Regions from separate parts of the Arachis hypogaea genome. Here region 2 is linked to region 1. A link is a contact called in public Hi-C data. All regions are on one chromosome and are shown on one strand. The core of a region is the stretch at or near the end of the contact, and the rest is flanking DNA. Distances in the headings are between cores, read along the strand shown.

Region 1 (5,775 bases), core at 2,332-4,831:
GTTCCAAGCTATCTTCATGAGGAACAAGTTGTTGGATTCTTGAGCTTTTCGAATACCAAGCCCTCCTCGATGCTTGGATCTGCACACTGTATCCCAATTAATAAGATAAATTTTTCTCTCACTCTCACTTGATCCCTAAAGAAAGTATCTAGAAGCTTTGTCAATCTGATTGCATACTTCTCTAGGAATCTTCATAGTTTGCATAACGTAGGTTGAAATGGTGGAGAGGACGGATTGAACAATGGTACATCTTCTGGCAAGGGAAAGAGTTTTCCTGTTCCAGGAGTTGAGCTTTTGGTGCATCTTGTCCAGAATAAATTAAAAATGTTGCTTGTTGCATCTTTAATGAATGAGAGGTACACCTAAATATTTTTTCAAATTGTTGGTTAAGTTAATACCTAGGTGCAAGCTTAGATCTTGTCTGACAGTGTGGTTGACGTTCTTGGCGAAGAAAACGCAAGACTTCTGAAAATTAACTTTTTGTCCCAAACTTTTACAAAAAATTCTGAGGGCTTCCTTGATGACACAGACCTGCTCATTATTAGCTTGAGCAAAAAGAACCAAATCATTTGCAAAGCAAAAGTGAAAAATCTTAGATCCTCCTCTAGAGAGGATAATAGGCTTTCACTTCTTATTATTCACAAGAGAAGTAATAAGGTGAGATAATCTTTCAATACATAAAACAAAAAGATAAGGGAGCGGGGGTCTCCTTGTCTAACGCCTCTGGTAGGGTAAAAATCTTCTGAGTGTGAGCCATTCCAGAGGACATTCATAGCTGGTGTGAAAATGCAGTGATGGATCACTTTAATCAGGTTCTCTGGGATGTTGCAATCCTTAAGGGTTTCCATGACAAAATCCCAGCTCAATCTATCATAAGCTTTCTCAAGATCAATTTTTATTGCCATTAATCCTGTCCCTGAATTTCTAGTTCTCACGGTGTGGATAACTTCTTGAGCAACAAGGATGTTATCCGCACTCACTCTTCCTGTAACAAAACTAGCTTGATTATCCGTAATAAGAGAAGACATGTGTGGTTTAAATATCTCGGCAATAATCTTAGTGATAATTTTGTAGCACACATTACAAAGACTTATAGGTCTAAACTGCGCAAACCAATAAAAATCGAGAGTATTTAAATCTTGGGTCGTCTCCCTAGGAATTGCAATTAAGTGCTCAATTATTAGGTATGAGAAAATGGAGGTTATGATAACAATTGACAAGAAATGCAAATGACAAGAAAGTAAAAGAAGCATGCAAGGTATTAAATGAAAAGCAAGTAAAGTAATAAAAATGAAACTCAAATGGCAAAAAGGAACTCTTGGCAAAGGTTGAGATTTAAGGTTTCTTATCCTAGTCATTGACCATAATTTTGTGAAGAATTAATCTCATTTCGTCAACCCTTCATCTAGGATAAGTCAAATAGGCATAATAGATCTCAATCCATAAATCCTAGCCAACTAACTAGTTAACTTAGTGAAAGACTAGCGTTAATGAAACCAAACCAACTAACAATCCTAGTCATAATCAAGAATGGACATCAATGACTCAAGGTCATCTAAGTCCTCAATTCCAAGCCAAGAGTGTGAAAAACTACACTAAAACTTACCCAAGCATTTTATCAAACACTTGGTGTGCAAAAAAGGAAAAATAATATAAATTACAATAATAATAAATTCTATAACTACCAATTACAAAAAAAATGATAATAACAACTCAAGTAAGCATCAAAGAAACTTAAAACATCAAAATTGCATTAAAAGGAATCAAAATTGACAAGTGTTCATAAACTAAAAGTGCCAAAATTGAGAAAATAACAAAAGAAACTAAGAGGATCAAGACAAAATAACATGAAAATATAAATAAAACTACACTAAAACAATAATCAACGACTAAAATTAAAGAGAAACTAAACTAAGAATCCTAAATTCTAGAGAGAAGAGAGAGCTTCTCTCCCTATAATATAACCTAAAACATGTTACTAATCTAAACCTAATTGCTCCCTCCCCCCCTCTTCATCCTTCTTGAATTTGGCTTCAAATAACTTCATAAATGAGTTGGATTGGGCTTGGAAAGCCCCAAAATCGCGACCCACGTGTTGCATTAAATGAGCTCATGTGATTGCGCTCGTGCGTACACACGACTGTCTGCATGGTCGCACATAATTACAACCGTGCATACGCATGATTGCACGAACTTCAAAACGTGCGTAAGCACGCATCACTATGCGTACGCACAACCTTGAAGAGCTCCAAACTCCATTTCTTCATGAATTTTTCACTTTTGCATGCTTTTTCCTCACTTCTTCAATTCATACTTATCTTATAAGCCTGAAATCACTTAACAAATACATCAAGGCATCAAATGGAATTAAAGTGAATAAAATTTAAAAATTTTAGGGTCTAAAAAATATATTTTTATTTTTAAGCACAAATTAAAAAAAATTCATAAAATTATACTATTTCAATGAATAAATATAGAATAAATTGATCAAATTCACCTAAACCTTCCTTCCCTCAATAGCATAAATATGAAAAAACTACAGGACATCATAACCTCAGCCTTTTCTCAGAACACAAAAGATCCAATCCACACAAACAAACCACTTCTAAACAAATGGCAAACCTAGGACTAGAACCAATTGAAGACAAAACAATCACTCTAACCATAACCCCAGCGCGCAGGTTACAATCCAAACTATTTTATTGTCTTGGAAAAGTTTTATTTGAGAAAGCAATCAGATTCAAGGTCAATAAAAATGCAAAGGTGGCTTCAAGGAATATATAAAATATATAAGATAATATTGTGCAAAATATAAAATATCTTTCGTTGTGTATAAAAAATATATAATTTTATTTTTTGGCCAATAATTGACCAACAAAAATATTTGTATACTAAAGTTTATTATCCAAATACTAATAATATAAAAGTAAAGTGTTAGCCTGGAATAGCTATGATGTTTTTAAAATATTGTGAAAATTAAACTGACGTTCTTTTATTGTTAAACAACACTTTTTAAAAAGTATTACTTAAAAAAATATTACCAAATTATAGAAAAATATATTTTAATTTTAACAATAGTTACATAATTAATGTAACTACATTATTTTAATTTTTAATAATATTTGTATAATTTCCAACTATTGTAATATAACAATACTAAAACACTTTTATAATTATTTTTCTTAGCACTTGATGTTTCAGGTGTATTTTAAATAATTTACTCCGAATTAAAAGTACAAAAATATTATATTATTATATATGTGCATCTTTTAATTTTAATATTAAAAAATAATTCATAAAAATTTAAAACAAAAATAAAAAATTATATTTCGTTGTGTATAAAAAATATATAAAATATATACATAAACATTGTGCAAAATTTAAAAAAATAAAATAAAATAAATTATCAAAAATATATTCGAATTATTTTATTACTGACAAAAATAATCTCAAATTTTATTATCAATAAAAATATTTTTAAATTATTAAAAAACATAACAAAATGAACTCTCTTAAACGAGACATTTTTTTTTTGAAAGAAAAAGCTCAACACATACGTAGAGCAACAGCAACAGATACAAAACAAGTCATAATAATTTCACAACTCCTATGTCATCCATTGCCATCAACAATATAAGTTATTTATAACACCATTCTCTGGCATATGAAAAAGATTGATTCACGCGGTCTCTAATTCCTATTGCCTTGTTGTGAAAAATGACATCATTTCTACGTAACTATATAGTTCATATCACTGAGAAGAAGCTAACTAGCCAATACCTGCGTATCTCCTTTCTCATTGGGACAGTTCTCGAGCTCTCGAATTGCTGTTTCACAGTACTGGGCATAAGCCATTCTTGTCCAAACGCCGATATCCAAGCACACCATACCTGCCAAGAGTAGTGCTCACATGTACTAAACAGATATTCTATATTTTCATCATCCTTCTTACATAGCATGCACATAGTATCATGCTGTTGCAGTGCACCCAGTCGACTAAATCGATCATTTGTATTGACTCGGCCTACCAAAACAAACCAGGAAAACAGCTCCACTCGTGACGGAACTAAACCTTTTCAAATGTCTTTTGTGAACCTGTAGCTTAGGATCTTCTCATCCATATTCTCTTCCTGCAAAACCTGCACAAATGAGTTAGTTGAATAAACTCCTTCCTTATGAAACCTCCATACCATTCTATCTTGCACATCTGCTATCAGTCTAATAGATTGCAGGATAAGTAGCAACTGGTCCAGTACATCTGTCTTCCATTGTCGGAATTCTCTTCTCCATTAGAAGTGCCACACCCACTCTATCCCATCCCAAAATCCACAATTCTCAATAACTGATCCTTTAAACGAGACATTTGGCAAACAAAGTTTTTTAAATGACAAGATTCTGAAATTAACAAATAAATCACGTTATGTTTTTCTGTTAACAGGCTTTTAAATTACTTGATGATATTTTCAAGGCTTATGCTACGTATATACCAAAATCAGTCATTAAAGTAAGTTATTAGTATAAAATATATGTTAAAATATAAATATATATTAAAAATAAATTAAATCACACATATATTTATACATAAATATATTAATAACTGATTTTAGTGATTGATTTTAATGTAAAAATAGTACTTTTGTATTTTCATTGTTATATTTACCCCGTATAGTGTACCAATAGCATAGATAGAGAAACGAGAACCACAGAAAGCGGATAAGAGTTATCCGCCGTACTAATGGAGAAGAGTCACAAACGCCCCCACACTCAGTAACATCGATCACCACTTCATCAGCATTTTCCATTAGACGAGACTTGATTTCGAAACCAAAATAGTTCAAAACCTTGATTTCAAGCATTCGAAATAAACCAGTGCCCCTTTTTATTAGTTTGGAATTCAAATGAAAGTAAAGCATGGCGTTGCAATGCAGCTTTATTAGTAACACATTGAACCGTTTTCGCACAACACACTGTTGTTCACAACAGCAACAACGAGAAGAAGAACAAGGAAGTTCCTTGTTGGGGTCTTCTTCTTCTTCTTCGTCGCCAGCTGAGCAGTTTGCACCTTTGGCCAATAGATTTCAGCGCCGGCTTCTTGTCGGCGTGGGCTCAGCTTCACTTGTAGCTGTGGGTGCCAACTTCGCCGGAATCACGAGCTTTCTGCTAGGTTTATCGCCGGAAAATGGCCGAAATCTGAAGCTTGACGTGCTTTATCCCGTTGGAGGTTACAGCCGTTGCCTTGACACAAGGGAAGGATTTGGTATGACTATTTTAAACCGGTTATTAATCAAAATGGTTCTTCTTTCAAAAACTAAGTATATGTTAATTTAATACTTTAGGTTATATTAGAATCCAGATGAGATGACTTTAATTCAACGTTAAAAGTTAGTTTAGGAGTGAGCAATGTCTCACATTTTAAGTAGTGTTTATTCGAAGAGACTGGAATTGAATATGGGCGCACAAATTGAATATTGTGTTTGCTAAAAAACAATTTTAGTATTAGAGATACAGAATTAAGGGCTAAAATTTTAAAATATTTATTTTTAAAAATATCATCATTTAACTTTTAAATTTTTATTATATTTCTTTCATCATTCTCTTGACTCTAACTTTCTATTCTACTCTTATTTCCTCACTTTATGAGGACACTTTCTTTCCTCAAATAAGATACTAATGTATATTTCAGTTATACGCTTCTTAATTTCAGTTATACGCTTTTTAATTTGAATATGGAAACAAAGGAAGTGTTTGGACTCATATATAAAAAGGAGGGATGCT
Region 2 (5,775 bases), core at 2,311-4,810, 390 kb before region 1:
CTAATTCCTTGGACTCATAATTAATTTATTATTTAGTTATTTATTAATTAACTGGGTTTTATAAAATGCTATATATGGTGAGTCACTATGTTTTTATGTTTACGCATGTGTTATTCTACTTATTTTCATTATGTATTTTGATGAGCCGAAAATTGGATATGCTCAGATATTGACGAGTACAACAAATCGCTCCAAGTAATACCACGGTGAGTAGATATCGTTCCCACAAAGATTAACAGATTGAATCAAGCAACGTCTAACTGAATCTCTAATTAGATCGATCAAACCTTGGCAAAGAACAATGAAAAAAAATGCTGATTGTAAATCAAAGAAGACTTAGAAACTTTGGAGAAGTAATCAGAAAATGGGATGTCAAAGGCTTCGGAGGTATTTAATTCTTAGAAGAAGTAATACTTGTATTTTCTTATTTTGACTCATGCAAAATTCTTTTCACAGCAAATCATTTATAATTAAATTCTAATTCCTTAACAATTTAATTTTTTTTAACCTAATTAATCGCCAATTCCTTGGTCAACTAACTAAGAGAAGAGGTTAAGCACGGTTTCAATTTAAAGCCACATATCTTTCAAAATACTATTTCTAGACAAGTTGAAAATCATGAGAAAGAGTTTCAAACTAATTCCGATATTAAATTTTCCAAAGTAATAACAGAATCCAAGACAAAATTAGAATATTTTCTAATATTTCTAACCATTAAAGATGAACAACGAGACTCAATCTTAAAAAAGTAGAAAAACATGAATCAAAATAAAGAAAACACTTGAATTACTAATCCATAAAATCAAACAGAGCTTCTAACATTTAAAAATAGGAGGTTTAGTTGCTCATGGTAGAAAAGAAAATAACTTAAAACTAAAGAATTTATTGATCCATAGACTCTAAGAAGATCCAAAGATCTCTTTGTGAACCTTGTTTACTTATTTATATTTTAACTTCCTAACTAATTGAAATTCAAAAACTAATCTTATCTTCTAAAGTGTAAGATAATAACTTATTCAAATTCAAATAATACAATCTAATCTAAATCCTAATAAATAAATCTTATCTTTTTAGAAGAAGTTATTACTAATTAATCTTTTAAATCTTGAATTTTGAGTTAATTTTAGAGTTTTCTAGGAGTTGAATTTGGGCTTAGTGGCGCTGGGCTCCTTGGATTAGCGTTCGATTTTGAAGAATTCTGGGCTATTAGGAGTTGAAATTACACTTGGAGTCGGACTCCGAATTTGGACGCTGGGCGCCAGTACCTTGAAGATTAGGTAACACTGGGTGCTACTCCCTAAAATTGGGCACCAGCCCACTTTTGCTTTTCCCGTGTACGAAAGCTGGCCAGAAAACACAAAAGTTGCTGGCCCCTAGACTTTTCCTATTTTTAATTTTAATTAGAAAAAAATTAATTACCAATTTAATATCTAAAAGATTTAGCCATTGTCAATAAGATCCTTAAAAGATGTTATCGACAAAATAATTCTTGAATTATTTAAAAATACGGTAAAAAAAATCAATAAATATTATATTTTTTGTAAATAATAAAAAAACTTTTACAAACAGTTTATTTATTATATCTAAATTTTTTTGACAATATTTAAATAAATATTTAAAATGTGATAAAAAATTTAGAGTAAAATTTGATTTTTAAATTTTTTTATTCTTTAAAAAAATAGTTATTCACAATTTTTTTTAATTCACTTGATAAAAATAATTAAATTTTAAAAATAAAAAAATCTTATTTTTTTAATAATAATTCTAAAAATTAATATTAAATTTGATCTCTAAATTTATTTTGTAAAATATATATTTAATATTTAATTTTTTTTATTGTATTTGTAAATATTTCAAAAATTTATTTATTATTAACATCTTTTAAATTCATTTTGTCAGCGATGTAAATTTTAAATATTATTTTAGTAATTTACTCTTACAATAAACATAACGAGTGGACCAATTACCGCACGCCACAGCTGGGTATATTCGAAGCTGCATCAAATTACAGAAAAGCCCTACAACGAAATTCCAATATCATAATTACCCCTGGTTGTAACCTTTTGGAGGTCATCCGAGACACACGTGAAATATAAGAATTTTTGTATTATTGTGGGGTCATTTTCGAGAATGATTCGATCAGAGTCCACCCGTGAAGAGGGTAAGGCTAAATTGGTAATAACATGTTCTAGGCGGCTGAGTCTAACTCATAGTGGCAACTTTGTTGTTCTTCTTAAAGATGAGGGTGTTTTCGGAATAGTGTTATTCTCCTTAAAATATCCCCAGAAACAGACAAATTTTCCAACCAGAAGCCCTCGTCCTCTAGCAGCTTCAAATAAATTGACCTTTTAAAAGACCACTTGAATTTAAATACCCTAATACCCAGTGTTTGTTAATTATTTTTTATTTTTCCCGGAAAAATATGGAAAATACCATTATGTGAATAGGGATATTTGTAAATATTTTCCACCTTTCATGTAAATATGCATTAGGAAAATATATAATATTTGAACACAATATATATAGCATATAGGCATAATATGTATTGTTAAATAATAAGAAAATATAATATTGAAGAGTGTGTATATATATAGATTGAGATGAAAATATATAATTTATGGTTGATAAAAAGTTGTGTGTAAATAAAGAATAACAATTATTTATGATAGAAAATTTAAATGACAACGTTTGTTTCAATATAAAAAAATATTAACAAATTTTTTTTATGATATTCTTTAATCCAAGAAGTTAAATACTAATTTGTGATAGATTAAAATTTTATTTAATAGTTTATTATAGACTAATAAATTGTTGTATATAATAAAAAAAAAATTCTAATCCTCAACACAATTATTTAAACAAACTAATAAAAACTGTTGTTATTATAGCAATCCAAATTAATTAAAATATCAACGAATTAAAAGTGCTCCTAATAATAAACACAAATATAACCTATGTAAAAAAGAATACAAATTAAAATGTTACATAATTAATTTACCAACATACATAAATTTAACAACCATATATATATATATATATATATATATATATATATATATATATATATATATATATATATATATATATATAATCAACCCCCAAACTATATATTATAAAATATGTATTTAATATTTATAAACAAATTTGATTGTTCTGATAAATCAAATTTAATTAATGTAATAATTAATTATTTTATTAAAAATTATCTAAAATAATACACATACAAATAAATATATAATAACTAATGTTTTTATTCACAGAACATGCATTGTATCTAATTAAATTTAAAAAAATTCTCTGAAAAATAACAGTAAAGGGCGTTTTCTTAATATATGAAATAACGGGACGCAAGGGCATATAAAATAATCAAAAATATTATTTTTATATAAAAATTAACTACTAAAATTAATTATTAATATAATATATTTTTATATAAATATATATTTATTTTAAATTATTTTTAATATATATTTATCTTTTAATATATATTTTATGTTAATAAATAATTTTAATGTGTATGTAAAATAATATATATGGCTATAATCACCAGAAGTAGATCCTGATGAAAGAAGGATAATACATATATTTTTTTTATATTAGAGTGCAAATCCATATAGCATATAGTTCTTGTATTCTTGTGCCAACCCTCTCTCCTCTCACCACACCATAAAAGGAGGAGAGTTTCCTGCTTTTTGTCTTCCTCTACTTCCCACAAATCCCTTCTTTTTCTCATGAAAATTCATAATTAACTACTTCTATAACACCTTAGCTTTAGAGAGAGAGAGAGAGAGAGAGAGAGAGAGAGAGAGATTAATTAGTGTTTAAGAAATTAAAAGGGAACAATTTGAGTAGATTCTTGGTTGTTGCCTCATCAAATGTCAAACATAACAAGTTGTGATAGTGGGAGCTTCTCAACAGAGAACACAGTTCCATTATTAGAAGATGCAGTGGTGAAACAACAATCTTCAGAGATTCTTGGTGGTAGGTTCCATCATAGTCCACATTCTCATACTTCAACAACAACAACAAATAATAAAAATAATAATAGCAATGCTTCCAACTCAAATTCTCAACCTCCTCCTCCACCTCCTAAGAAGAAAAGGAACCTACCGGGAAATCCAGGTAAAATTATTATTTTCTTACAACATCAAGAAAAAGGGGGAAGTTAAAATGGTTTTTAATTTTTGTTTTTGTTTTTGTTTTTTTTTTTTTACATTTTTATCTAATTTTGAGTTTACTATTTTAAAACTTTAATTAACATTTTTTCTGCTTTATTATTTGTTTTGCAAAGATCAGTTCTTCTAGAATTTTAAACGGATACATAATCAAATTAAAATTGAACCATATAATATATATAGATGAAGGTTGTTATTTATGGCATGCATAGATAACAAAAGCTCTGGCAATCCTTTCATTAATTTGCATACTTCTTCACCCATGTCCTTATATACATACTTCTTCACCCATGTCCTTAATTGGTTCCAAAAAATAAAATTAAGAATTATAATGTTGTATATTCGCTCTCATATTACAAAGTGAGCTTCATGAAAAAGTCCCATATTAAATTTCTGGACATAATGGAGTCTTAATTAATTTGAGTACATTTAACTAAAAGTATAAATCTATATGCTCCACAAAATTAAGTAAAGAGGATTAGGCCTGATCTGTTTCAATTCAATACAAAAACAAGGGATGTGTAATTAAGTTCCATATTTAATGTATTAATTAGTTAATTTCCTCTAATTATGATTAGTTACTAATTAAATGAAGTGGAGAGACAAGGATCTGGATGGTGATAAAAAATAAATGGTGAATTATTGGTTTCGTTATAAGTAGTAAGAAAGAAGAGAGGCTCAATTATTGGGTTGCAGTGGTTTACAATCATTGCCCTCCTTCACTGTTGACTTTGCTTGACTACTACTACGTCTACTATAGCTACTTCTATCTCCCCCCTCCTTTTTTTTTTTTTTTTTGTGTGTCAAAACTGTTTCAGGTATAAAGGACCATATACTTTCGCATATGAGATACCTCATTCTCCTCTTTTATTTATGTGCTTATGTAAACTTTTTTTTCATTGTGTTTGTTTAAGAATGCGCCAAAATAATGCGGTTGGAAGATATATGGGGAGAGAGAGAGGTTTTGTAGTTTTTGATCTAATTTAAATGACACATCCAATTATCTCTTTGACTTATATACATTATATGCCTATACAAAAAATAAATTATCTGTATAAAATATATATTAAAAATAAATTAAAAAACATATTTATATATAAATATATAATAATTAATTAAATAACTCAATATTGTGTATACATAATATTTTGTATTTTTTTTCTTATTAGCTTGAATGGCTGTGTCTTCTCCCTATTTTTTAATAACTAGAGATTTGTATTAGAAAATTAGTATAATTTATACTACACTAAAATTCAAATGCAGATAATTCAATAAAAATTATATATATAAAAACCCTTACATGCCATATTGGTTCCACTTGGTGTTTTGTGAACAAACAATCCAATATTACATTTTCATCGTTAATTTCAATTTAACATACACGTGCACATACAATACATATGTTAGCTTTTTCAGGTTTTTTTGTTGTCTTTTCCTCCAGCTACATATATATCAACTGAAATTAAATAATTAGAACAAGATTCTTATCTTCTTTAATTTGGGTGACATACAATAATTTCACATTAAAAATTAATGTTATAATAGGACATAAATATATACTTCTTATGCATAAACAGTATTTAACATTTGACACAATACA

Evidence for each region. A called contact is a pair of places that touch in the nucleus more often than the background predicts.
Region 2: a Hi-C map of leaf shows a contact between it and region 1, with 4 times the contacts expected there. The contact joins the promoter of LOC112776241 here to the promoter of LOC112779525 in region 1. A contact is called at or near these places in 3 of 8 Hi-C or Micro-C datasets (leaf and an unstated tissue).

Annotation. Positions count from the first base shown.
Region 1 is chr19:40,501,771-40,507,545 of arahy.Tifrunner.gnm2.J5K5, reverse strand. LOC112779525 (psbP domain-containing protein 7, chloroplastic) reads left to right here and starts at 3,581. Exons shown (of 3, transcript XM_025823824.3): 1 at 3,581-5,257. The coding sequence starts at 4,912.
Region 2 is chr19:40,892,427-40,898,201 of arahy.Tifrunner.gnm2.J5K5, reverse strand. It overlaps LOC112776241 (zinc finger protein GAI-ASSOCIATED FACTOR 1), which reads left to right and starts at 3,560. Exons shown (of 3, transcript XM_025820317.3): 1 at 3,560-4,122. The coding sequence starts at 3,876.